2 separate regions of the Zea mays genome follow, and region 1 is linked to region 2. The links are chromatin contacts, called in public Hi-C maps. All regions are on one chromosome and are shown on one strand. The core of a region is the stretch at or near the end of the contact, and the rest is flanking DNA. Distances in the headings are between cores, read along the strand shown.

Region 1 (6,755 bases), core at 2,553-5,052, 180 kb before region 2:
ACAAGTGAATTTGACTTAGAGATAGGAAATTGAGGTTGATTTGCAAAAACAAACCAAGTGGTGGCAAAGAATGATCCAAATGTGCCAAATTTGAATGAAAACAAATTTTGTTCTAATTTGCATTAATGTTGCACTTCTTTTAGTTGCTTTTTGTTGTGTTGGCATAAATCACCAAAAAGGGGGAGATTGAAAGGGAAATGTGCCCTTGGGCCATTTCTATAAGATTTTGGTGATTAAGTGCTCCACACAAATACTTTGAGTGATATTTGTGCCAAAGACTCAAGAAGTGCAAATCAAGATTAAATGTATGTTTCTAGACTTAGTACATTGTTTTGAAGACTAATGTATTATGTCTAAGTGCTAGAAACAGGAGAAATCGTTTTGGAGAAAAGTTGGCTATGTTCAGCCAAAAGGCTGCTCGGTCTGGGTGCACCGGACTGTCCGATGGCGCACCGGACAGTGTCCGGTGGCGCACCGGACAGTGTCCGATGTGCCAGGACCAGTCCCGATGAAAAGCCTACTCTCGGGTCTCGACGACGTCGTACGACTATAAATCACCGGACTGTCCGGTGGTGCACCGGAATGTCCGGTGCCTTGTCTGCGGCGAAGTCGCCGCTCTCGGGAAACAGTCAATAGCGTACGGCTAAAAATCACCGGACTGTCAGGTGGTGCACCGGACTGTCCGGTGAGCCAACGGTCAACTGCGCCAACGGTCGGCCACGCAATGCGCGCGTGACGCGTGGCCGAGCCAACGGTCGGATGGGGGCACCGGACTGTTCGGTGCGCCAACGACTCCAAATCCTCAACGGTCGGCTGCGCCAATTTTGGAAAGCAATCTACACCGGACTGTGAACAGTGGATGTCCGGTGGTGCACCGGACTGTTCGGTGCGCCACCCGACAGAAGGCAAGAATTGCCTTCCTGGATTGCTTCCAACGGCTCCTAGCTGCCTTGGGGCTATAAAAGGGACCCCTAGGCGCATGGAGGAGCCATCCAAGCATACTTTGAGCAATCTTAATCTCTCACACTCCATCTTTGCGCACTCGATCGACATTCTTAGTGATTTGAGCTCTGTTCTAGTGGTGAACTTGTTGCGATTCATTCTAGCTCAAGTCTTGGCTGTGTGTGTGCGTATTGCTGTGGATTTGTGTGTGTTGCTTCCCTCCCTTACTCTAGTGCTTTCACTTTGATCCTCATTGTAAGGGCGAGAGACTCCAAGTTGTGGAGATTCCTCGCAAACGGGAAAGAGTAAAGAAAGAAGAACACCGTGGTATTCAAGTTGATCATTGGATCACTTGAAAGGGGTTGAGTGCAACCCTCGTCCATTGGGACGCCACAACGTGGAGGTAGACAAGTGTTGTACTTGTCAAACCACGGGATAAACCGCGTGTCTCTTGTGATTGCTTTTCGTGTGATTGTTGTGATTCGCAAGAGCTCGCTTTATAGTCACTTGGTATTATCTTTCTAACACATAACCAAGTTTTGTGGCTATAAGTTTTAAGTTTTTACAGGATCACCTATTCACCCCCTCTAGGTGCTCTCACTTCTGGTGCCTGCTCTGACTTCTACACGCGCAGGCGCGCACTGTTTGCTTTCACTGTTCACTTGCAGACGACCATTGGCGCAAAGTAGCCGTTGCTCCGCTGGCACACTGGACAGTCCGGTGTTACACCGGACAGTCCGATGAATTATAGCGGAGCGGCCTCCCTAGATTCTCGAGGCTGGCAAGTTTGATTTGATTCTCCCTGGTGCACCGGGCACTGTCCGGTGGCACACCGGACAGTCCGGTGCGCCAGACCAGGGCTGCCTCCGGTTTACTTTGCTCCTTTGTTTTGAATCCTTTCTTTTATCTTTATATTGGTTTGTTGTGAATCTTTAGCACCTGTAGAACATATATTTTAGAGCAAACTAGTTAGTCCAATAATTTATGTTGGGCAATTCAACCACCAAAATTCAATTGGAAAAGGTTTGACTCTATTTCCCTTTCACCCTGAGGCACCGAATAGGGGTCGGCTAAGCGGAGCTAGAGAGAGGGGGTCGGGCGAACCGAGAGGAAGCCACTTGAGTGGATTCCTCGTATGGCCCAAGACTGACGCGTCATAATGACTGGCTGTATTAACTACGTCTGGCACTGAGCCATAGTAGGAGAGTCAGTCCACCTCCCACTCATGACCTACGAGGCCCTCGGCCTGCGACGTACTCATGACCTACGAGCAAAAGCTTGAGTGCGCAAGCCATCTATAGGACCCGCAAAACGACGAGCCACACCAAGACCTAGGCTACGGAGACCAGGGGTCGATGTGGCGTAAAGAAATTAATGATGGCACCGGAGCTCCACGCCGCCCGTACTGCCTGCCATAAAGGACGCAGCTAGGGAAGCCTAGATGACTAGGGCATAAGGCGACAATCATGATTTTACCGGGGTAGAATGTCTCGTTTTACTGTAGCTCAGCAACTTCTTCTAAGAAAAGGAGTCGGTAACTGACCCCCGCCTTGGTCTATAAAAGAGGACAACACACAACACACAAGAAAAACTTACGAACCAGAAGACCCGGAAGACCATGGAGGCTGGAGCGAACCACCACGACGCCCAAGGCTTAGCGAAGAGCTCTAGTCCCGTAGTTCTTAGGTCTAGCCATGCATTAGATACTTAAGATCTCCTTTTCCCTCTCTCCCGCTTGTAACCCCTACCATGAGTATTGAGCAACAACAGTGCCTGTAGCGTGAACCTCAGAAAACTGGATGTAGGGATGTTCTGCTCGAAGCAATATAAATCTCGCATCCTCTGAGCACACCATCCGGAACCTAGAATATGCATGAACAAATTTACTTGTCGGAGCTATGTTTGAAACACCGACCACTATATAATCCACAAGTTTAAACTTTGCAAAACCCACACAATCAAATCACCTCCACACCCATAACCTCCACTAAATCCACCAAACAAAATACACCCAGACTACACACACCATCAAAACGAATGATTCAGATCAGTGGATAACTTCTCTCCCTTACCTACTGAAATATAATGAACAATATTATTTGGATAATCTCTCATCCCTCTCCTCTACGACCCTGCCGCCCTAGTCTCCCCTCTCCCTCCCCTGCGTCCTCGCCTCCCTCACTCGCGTTAGTGTTAATCCCCCCTCACACTGTCAATGCTATCGTCGACCCCTGTCCTCCTCCGCGAGATCATAATGTTACCGTGGGCTATATGCTAGTTTAAATATTTTTTTGCATGAATAATAGAGTTTGCACAATAACCTCATCAAAGTGGTAAGATCGAACGGTTGACATTCACTGTGTCAGGCTGGTGCCAGTGGGGGGCAAGTGCGGCCCTAGTGACTGTGTCCAGCATACTGTGAGGCGGTAGAGGGACGAGAAGACACCGATGAGTGAGAGTGCCGGCGCCCGGCGAGAGCGGACGTAACGCCCGTTCTCGTCCGTGTTGGCATGCTGAGCCGATTGACAGTGCGTTGATTGATCCACATGTACGACGTAAGTGCCATGTGTACTAACCGTTTGTGATTGTAGGAGTTCATTTTTTTTAAATTTATCATACACTTCTTTTAAGTATTATATAATGTGTGATGTTTTATTCAATAAAAGTTCCTCTCTCGTTTTTTATTTTTTATTTGTTATATTTTAGTTCAAAAATAAACTAGCGATTTCGAAAACGGAGGTACTATTATGTTGTGCAATTTTTATGTGTCAAACAAACTAAAATAAAGTAGTTAATTTTAAAATAGAAAAATTGACGTAACTACAAACTGAGGATAGACCAGAGTGGAGTTTGAGAAAAAAGTATGCTACACTAGAACCAAAAGTCCATACGGCCCGGGGCCCGGGCGTCCCCAAAAACCTCACCCCTCTCTTATCCGCCCCAACGGCCGCCCGCCGGCCACCACCTCACCGGCGAGATGCTGACCTGCGGCCGCTTTATCTCCTCCTCCGCTGCTACCAGCACCGCATCCTTTTTCCCGTTTCGGACTCTCACTCGCTCCCTCGTTCGCCGCCCCGCTCCCCACCTCCTCTCCTCTGCCTCCGCCGCCGCCGCCACCGCCGTGGAACTCGACACCAATGGTAAAAGTTTAAAACCTTCGCTCTTCATCTCAACGGCTGCTATCTAAGCTTCCGCCTTTTCTTTCAGGAGACGGTAGTGCGGGAGGTGGTGCCGGTGTGGTGAGGCCGCAGTGGAAGGCCGCGATTGATTTCAAATGGATCCGAGACAACCGGGATGCCGTCGCCGACAACATCCGGACCCGGAACTCTACCGCCAATCTGGACCTCGTCTTCGAGCTCTACGATCAGTACCTCACACTGCAGAAGGTCTGGGGCTTGCCAATGCCAGAGCTTTTTGTTGTAGCTGTTCGTGCTGTCTGACTGTGCTGCGCTAGATTCGTTGATGGATAAGCTTGCGTTGTTGAGGGTCAGGTTCTAATGCCTGGATTTTGACTTGGCTGGCCGAGGGATATGTACTAGATGGCAGATGCGGACCTAGAACAAAAATCCGAGGAGAGGCACCCTTCTAGTTCATAAAGCCCGAGTACCATGGCTATACTAACAAACAATCAGTGAATCAGATATCATATAGGATAACAGTTCCATATCAGTATCACAGTTAATTGAATTTCTAAAGATGATCTTTTTTTTATCGAACGCGCAGGAGAATTGCACATCTTATATATTAGAGAGGAATAAAAACCTTACAAAAAGGAGATGTTGCTGAGCAAGTCTCCCAAGGACCCTACATAAACCCGAAGGGAATTACAAACTGGTACCGTAACTTGACCCAACCTCGCCCAGAGCTACAACTAAGCCAAGGCTCTCAAGCTCCTGCTATTGCCCAGCTAACACACTCATCTGAAAAACATCTAAAAATTCTAGATAAGGATGGAGACTCCCCATGAAACACTGCTCTGTTTCTCTGAAGCCATAGGCACCAAGCTCCCAGAATGATCAAAGAGTTAAGCCCCTTTTTCCTGGTCTTGATAACCCTTAGGCTCACCTTTCCCCACCAGTCTGCAAAAGACTCCTCATCAGCTGCCGGAGTGAGGTGCCCCAAGCCAAAAACAGCAAGAACTTTGTGCCAAAATTGCCGGGCAAAAATGCACGCAGTAAGGAGGTGCTGAATTGTCTCTTGGGCTTGATCACACATGGGCATACATCTGGGTGTGACACCCCCCTCTTCTGCAACCTGTCAGCTGTCCAACACTTGTTCCTTATCGCCAACCAAGGGAAAAACTTACATTTAGAAGGGGCCCAGGTCTTCCATAATCTCTCCCATGGCTCAAAAACAGTAGAGCCGAAGAATAAGACATTGTAACAGGATTTAGAAGAAAACAGCCCCGATGCCTCATGTCTCCAAACATGGTGGTCTTCCTCCTGAGAAAGCTGCACCTCACCTAAAGCATCCCATAAGAGAAGAAATTGTTGAATTCCAACCAAAGAAATGGGGGGGGGGTTGATATTAGCTATCCATTGCCTGTTCTCAAGGGCCTGTTCTGCTGTCATAGAGGTAAGAGCTCTTTTATCAACCTTGGACACCACTTCTGGAGCAAGATCTCTGATGGAGCATCCATTTAGCCATTTATCTGTCCAGAAAAAGGTATTAGAGCCATTTCCCACATGAGAAATTAGAGAGGCTGCAAAAAGGGAAAAATGAACACAATAAAATATAACGCTACTGTCTACTTTTTTTATAGGAAAAAATGAAAGATTTCTTTGCATCATTTTTCCGAAACAGCATACCCTGAAGGAGTGCACAAACATGTTACCAATTAACGATGGAATCCAATAAGGACTTATGTTTAGGCAATCTTGTAGCATGCAGGTATGGGATTTAACTTGAACTCACTACATTATTTATCTAATATCACTAATTTCTTTTCTAGTATTTTCTCATGCTTACCTGCAAAATTATTGGAATCATATAGACTCAGGAATGCACAAACCACAAAGCACACCTAAAATTGATGGTTGTCTATTGGCCTAGATAACATGAGCATGAAAATTTGATACTAATTTGGCAAAACCTTAAAACAATTAAACAAGTTGCCTATGCTTCACTTGCAACCAAAGTTGAATTCCGATGTATTTGTTGCTGCACATGGTGCTGCTTGTCCTTGGTGCTTTGGTGACGCGGCACAGGGTGGTGGCATGACAGACAACTGCGGCTTGGTGTGGTAGGGTAGCAGACTAAATCAGGAGAAGAGGTTGAGCTGAGTGAGGGCACCCTCCGTGGGCTGAGTCGAGGCACTGATGATGAAACTTTGGGCTGTATAACTAATTTATGTAAGTTGAGTGGTGGCCCAGGCCCAAACTTTGGGTCTGCTCCTGCTAGATGGTTGCTCTTTGCTAGGATTTTCATCTGAGCTTATATTAGAACTGCAATTTTAGATTTCCTACAATATGATTGATGAACTAGCCACGGTTTAACTCATTTAGTAGTGTCTTGTCGGCATGGCTGTTGTGTCTTCTGTATTTGTCTTGGCAACAAAACTTAGAAACAGAACTCAAAAGGCTGAGCATGGATCAGGATAGAATATTTCTAATAGGACTTACCTTTTTTCTTTAGGACATTTAACAGTTCCTTTATCCATTGAATTTCCATTCAATCAGATGCAAGCAGATCCAATGCTCACCAAAAAATGGCTTTACATTTTTAGAAATCAATTGTCAGTAAAAGTCAAATCTAGGAATTCATACATACACTGTACTTTTATGGAGCTCTCTTTGAGGTATACCGTATTTTGC
Region 2 (6,060 bases), core at 1,876-4,375:
AATGAGTTCAACAAAATAGGAAGTTAAAGTGATTACATGGAATATATCTGGATCAATTTCAACCAATTCATTGATGGTTTTGTCCTCGAAAGTAGGTGTCTGGGAAACCTGGATCTCTTCTTCAAGTATTGTAGGTCGTAGCAACTAAAGTTCAATATTTTGTAACCTTTAAATGATGTGACAACAAAAATTGAAATAGTAGCAAACATTTGTGTAATTGGTCAGTATTGTGGAATTTAAGCATACATGTTGCTTAAATGTTATTGGATGGCTTAAAAAAGGGTGCTCATATTCATGTGCAAAGGAATACTTGGAACTTATTTGTAGTTCATAATATGTTTCAGAAATTTGGGGAAAAAAGTTAATGCTAGATTGGTATGTTAATTTTACAAAAATGCTTCTACCAGACAGCTAGATAATGTAGACGATACATGTTGATTAAATGTTATTGGATGGCTTAAAAAGTGTGCTCATATTCATGTGAAAAGGAATACTTGGAACTTGTTTGTAGTTCATAATAGATTTTAGAAATTTGGGGCAAAAGTTAATGCTAGATTTGTATGTTAGTTTTACAAAAATGCTACTACCAGACAGCTAGATAATGTAGATGATTGTCAACATGACATGTAAGGAGAACAGGTTTAAGGGGAAATGTAATTACAAGAATGGATAGTGTTTTGTTTATCTATTTTCCCGTACATGTTATACTACATATGTGCCTTAGAAATGTCTGCATTAAAGTACCATGCACATGTTGCGATACCGCTTAAATATGTTTGGCCTACATTGGAGTGAAACATTTGTTTTAATGTCTACAAAACTAGAAAGCGTAATTGTTAGCTTGAAGTGTTTGATGCGCACATAAGACATAAACCAAGTGGGATAAAACAAAAACTATGGAACGAAACAGTTGATGCAACAGCACAGTAGCGCTTTATGTGTATAGAGTGCAAGCTAAGGCAAGTAACAATTACCTCTGAGGATAAAGTCTGAACTTTACTCGAACACAAATAAGGGAAACAGTGTTGTCGCAAAGTGGAAAAGCATAATATGCGTCCAGCAAGAAATGAGGGGAAGAAGAGCAATTTATTTACTATGAAAGCCAGAATAAACCTGAGACAGTAGATCTCGACGACAGAGAACATGAACAATAAAAACGAAGTGCGAAGGTAACAAAAAAGGAGAAAAGTGGAGGGCTTAAGAAAGGATTTCTGACGAAAATGATAGAACACATGGCCGACGAACTGGACGAGCACAATCACCGACGAAGAATGCAATGAATAGAAGTGCAAAGCAGAACAAACAATGAAACAAAAGAGCGAAGAGGAGGAATAATTGTAGGGCAAAGGCGAAAAGGGCCCAGTAGAATCATAAAATGGGTAATTTATCAAAAAAATGGGCAAACAATAAAGTTCACAATGCTGATTTTAATTGTGTTTCATTTGCATAATATGTACTGGCGTACTGAAATTGTACCATATTTTTAGGTAATGGAATCGATAAAATCCAAGCAGATGGTTTCAAAGGGGCAAACTTGAATATGGTTAACTATTGAGTCGATGAGGTGGAGATATCTGGATATTGAGATGAGGGCAAACTTGAATATGGTTAGATGTTCATGTCACTGAAAGGTTGCAAAACTGTAGTTTATAATCGATTGCAGTGGGAAAAAATGCCAATGTAGGTGGCAAATCTATTAAAGAAAAACAAAAATTCTAGAAATAGACCTCTCCCATATGAGTTAGAAATTAGCGTCGCCGAGATTCTGAAGATGCCGTTCAATTCAAACAGAAGCAGTCTGCAAAATTAAGTGAAAATCAGTTACTACACTTAGGGCTAATTTGGAAACTTAAAAATCTCCTCCGGTATTCTCAGGGATTGAGTGGGAAATTAGCTCATTTTCTTCTCAATATCCGGGAATCCCGGAGAGGATTTAAAATTTTCAAACTAGCCCTTAAGAAAATATATGCCATGAGAAAAGAAAATGTATGCTAACAAAAGTATAGATATTTATTGTTGGAATAATCCTTCTTTAAATCTCTTCAATTTTTAGAAGTAAAACTGAGTATTGTGCCACTTCATATATCTTGTTTTCGTCATTGGTCAATTCGTAGCTGAAACTGTGTGAAGTTTTTCAGGAAAGCAAAAGCACGTAATAGCAAACAGAAGACTAACAACATTTAAGCTCTCAAAAGTACTCATACCGGTAATATAGGATGTCGTACACAGCAGTCTTTGAAGTTTTTGGAATGTGCTAACTTTTTTCCGTTGCTATAAGCTAAATAAAAGAGCAGCCAAATCAGTGAAGGAAAGTAGGCAGCATTGAGCATTAAAAAAAATTAAGCATAAAATTAAAGTAGGCAGCATTGAGCATTAAAATATGGCAACTGCATCTGCATACGTATGGGGGAAATCATATTTAAAAGAAAAAAAAGGAAACGTTAGGCAAATCCCTTAAGGTGACAAAAGAGCCAATGGAGTTTTTCCTCCTCAACCGGCGTGGAGTCTACAATGTTCCCCACGACTACCATCGTCCACGACACTGCTTTCCGTTGGGGTGTATCATCGAGCATCTTGCACGCGTACATTAAGTAGTTGGTAACCTTGGTGGCATCCTCCTCCAAGCGCCAGCCTAGGCGGAGAAGAAAGGGGAGGAGCAGCATCGCATAGGGGGCGGCAGGGCAGGCTTAGCGGCGCGTGTGGAAGCGTCGACCAACGCAGTTCACGTGGCCCTTGCCAGCGCCGCTCGACAAACGTACGCGGTCATCTTTGAGGAGCCATGTTAGCCAAAAGGAGGAGGAGATCCGTGAAGACGCAGGCGTCATTCAGCGCACTGGCGTATTCCATGGCAGTGGGAATGGAGGAACTCGCGGCGGCCCGAGTCAGAGACAAGAATGGACACAAGAACAACGACGAATGCAATGCTCAAGTTCGTCGCAAGTGTAGAACTCAGGTGCCGCGCAAAGGCATTAGATACCAAGGGGACCGAGCCGTCGACTGCAGCAGGTAACGCCGATTGTAGAAAAGAAAAGAAACGAAAGGCAATGATAGGAATAGAGGACGTAATGGAGGAAGTACATGTTCTTCGTCGTCGCCGTCTCCTTTGCCTACCTCCTGTAGTTACGAAAGCGGACCTCGGCAACCCAGAGTCTCTCTTATCCTTTTTACTTTGGAGACGCATGAGCTGGTGAGAGAAGAAACTAGAACCATCCACACACACTGTGCAGGGGTGAGATTGTCACCATTGATGAACGATCGGACGGCAAAAAAATTTGCCGACGTGGACACACGAGGAAGCGGCAAACCTTGCTGCTTTAATAATAAGGAAATACTGCAACAGAAGATAATAATAGTATAAATTAAGTAAATCTTGTGATTGGAAACTTTATCAGTTATAAAGTTAAGCAAGAACAGGCACAAAAAATCATGGCCAATGTCGCGGTGGCTGGCTGCCTGACGGCGACCGCGGCCGAGGGGCGGGGTGGCGTCGTCGACGAGCGGCAGGATGGGGCCGTGATGGGGCAGAAGTGACGGCGGCTGCGCTTGTGGTTTGGTGCGTGAAATAGGGTTTCGTTTGTTTAGTAGGCCTTTAGATGGGCTTTGGTGAGTAAATAAGAAACACAAAAATCACGTACCCCTATAGCGACCCACCATCAGTCACACACTTACCTCTATAGCGACCAACCATATGTCGTTAAATTTCTAGACTTTTAGCGACCCACAGACCGTCGCTATAAACGCATTTAGCGACCAACCGTCGGTCCATAACTTTTAGCGACCAACCGTCAGTCCCTAATAAGAGTCGCTAAAGATCAACCGTCGTATAGTGAGCCACCCCAAATATACAACATCTAGTGATGAGGGTAGCTCTAGCGATAATGAAGATGATTTACTTGCTCTTTTTGCCAACCTTAACATGGAACAAAAGAAAAAAATAAATGAACTAATTGAAACCATTAACGAGAAGGATGACCTCTTGGAAAGCCAAGAGGACTTCCTCGTTAAATAGAACAATAAAATTGTTAAATTAAAAAATGCTTATGCTCAGGAAATAGAAAATGTGAAAACTTATCTAAGGATATTAGCATTTATCATGATTCAATTTCAAGTCTTAGAACTGAAAATGCTAGTTTAGTTTCTAAGATTGAAAAATTGAATGTTTGCAATGATCCTTTTTCCTGTCTTAGAGATGAGAATATTAGATTAAGTGCTAAGATAGAATAATTAAATACCTGCAAACCATCTACATCTACTGTTGATCATGTTACTATTTGCACTAGATGTAGAGATGTTAATATTGAAGCTATGGATGATCACCTTGCCATGATTAAACAACAAAATGATCATATAGCTAAATTAACTACTAAAATTGCCGAGCATGAGTTAGAGAATGAAAATTTTAAATTTGCTAGAAGCATGCTCTATAATGGGAGACGCCCTGACATTAAGGATGGTATTGGTTTCCAACAAGGAAATCAAAACAACACCAAGCTTAATACCCCTAAAAGATTGTCTAATTTTGTTAAGGGTAAGGCTCCCATGGTTTAGGATAGTGAGGGTTACATTGTATATCCTGCAAACTATCTTGAACATAAGATTATGAAGATTCATGCTAGGAAACCTCATTCTGTTTCTCACCATGCATTTATGTACAAAAATGAGGCGTCTAGCTCTAGGCATACCACTCATGTCAAAATGCCTAGAAAAAAAATTCCTACTGCATCAAATGCACATAATGTTTCATTTAAGACTTTTGATGCTTCATATGTTTTAACTAACAAATCAGGCAAGATAGTTGCCAAATATGTTGGGGGCAAACACAAGAGTCCCAAGACTTGTGTTTGGGTGCCCAAGGTGCTTGTTTCTAACGTCAAATGACTCAAGACTGTTTGGGTACGTAAGAACAAGGCCTAAATTGTTTTGCAGGTTTATGCATCCAGTGGATCAAGTTGGATAATCGATAGCGGGTGCACAAACCACATGACAGGGGAGAAAATGATGTTCTCCTCCTATGAGAAAAATGAAGATCCCCAAAGAGCTATTACATTCGGGAATGGAAATCAAGGTTTGGTCAAAGGTTGGGAAAAATAGCTATATTTTCTTACCATTCTATTTCCAATGTTTTTCTTGTAGATTCTTTACATTACAATTTGCTTTCTATTTCCCAATTATGCAAAATGGGCTACAATTATTTATTTACTGATGTAGGTGTTACTGTCTTTAGAAGAAGTGATGATTCAGTAGCATTTAAGGGAGTATTAGATGGTCAGCTATACTTAGTTGATTTTAATGATAACCAAGCTGAACTAGACATTTGCTTAATTGCTAAGACTAATATGGGCTGGCTCTGGCATCGCCGACTTGCCCATGTTGGAATGAAGAATCTTCATAAGCTTCTAAAGGGAGAGCACATTTTAGGACTAACAAATGTTCATTTTGAGAAAGACATGATTTGTAGCGCATGTCAAGCAAGGAAGCAAGTTGGAGTCCATCATCCACACAAAAACATCATGACAGCGGACATGCCACTTGAGCTACTCTACATGGATCTATTCGGTCTGATTGCTTATATAAGCATCGGCGGAAGTAAGTAATGTCTTGTTATTGTGGATGATTATTCTCGCTTCACTTGGGTATTCTTTTTGCAGGAAAAATATCAAACCCAAGAGACCTTAAAGAGATTCTTGAGACGTGCTCAAAATGAGTTTGGATTAAGGATCAAAAAGATAAGAAGCGATAATGGGACGGAGTTCAAGAACTCTCAAATTGAAGGATTTCTTGAGGAGGACGGCATCAAGCATGAGTTCTCTTCTCCCTACACACCTCAACAAAATGGTGTAGTGGAGAGGAAGAATAGAACTCTATTGGACATGGCAAGAACCATGCTTGATGAATACAAGACTCCGGAACGGTTTTGGGCAGAAGCAATCAACACCGCTTGCTACTCCATCAACCAGCTCTACCTTCACTGAATCCCCAAGAAAACATCATATGAACTCCTCACTGGTAAAAATCTCAATGTTTCATATTTTAGAGTCTTTGGGAGTAAATGCTTTATTC

What was found. Hi-C and Micro-C count contacts between places; a contact is called where the count stands out from the background.
Region 1: a Hi-C map of ear shows a contact between it and region 2, with 2.5 times the contacts expected there. The contact joins the promoter of LOC542538 here to the promoter of LOC100192775 in region 2. A contact is called at or near these places in 2 of 25 Hi-C or Micro-C datasets (ear and leaf).

The regions. Positions count from the first base shown.
Region 1 is chr4:6,696,133-6,702,887 of Zm-B73-REFERENCE-NAM-5.0, reverse strand. LOC542538 (seryl-tRNA synthetase) reads left to right here and starts at 3,802. Exons shown (of 10, transcript NM_001305867.1): 1 at 3,802-4,082; 2 at 4,150-4,328. The coding sequence starts at 3,920.
Region 2 is chr4:6,520,770-6,526,829 of Zm-B73-REFERENCE-NAM-5.0, reverse strand. LOC100192775 reads right to left here and starts at 3,125. Exons shown (of 7, transcript NM_001137971.1): 1 at 3,079-3,125; 2 at 2,205-2,278; 3 at 975-1,798; 4 at 37-144. The coding sequence starts at 1,145.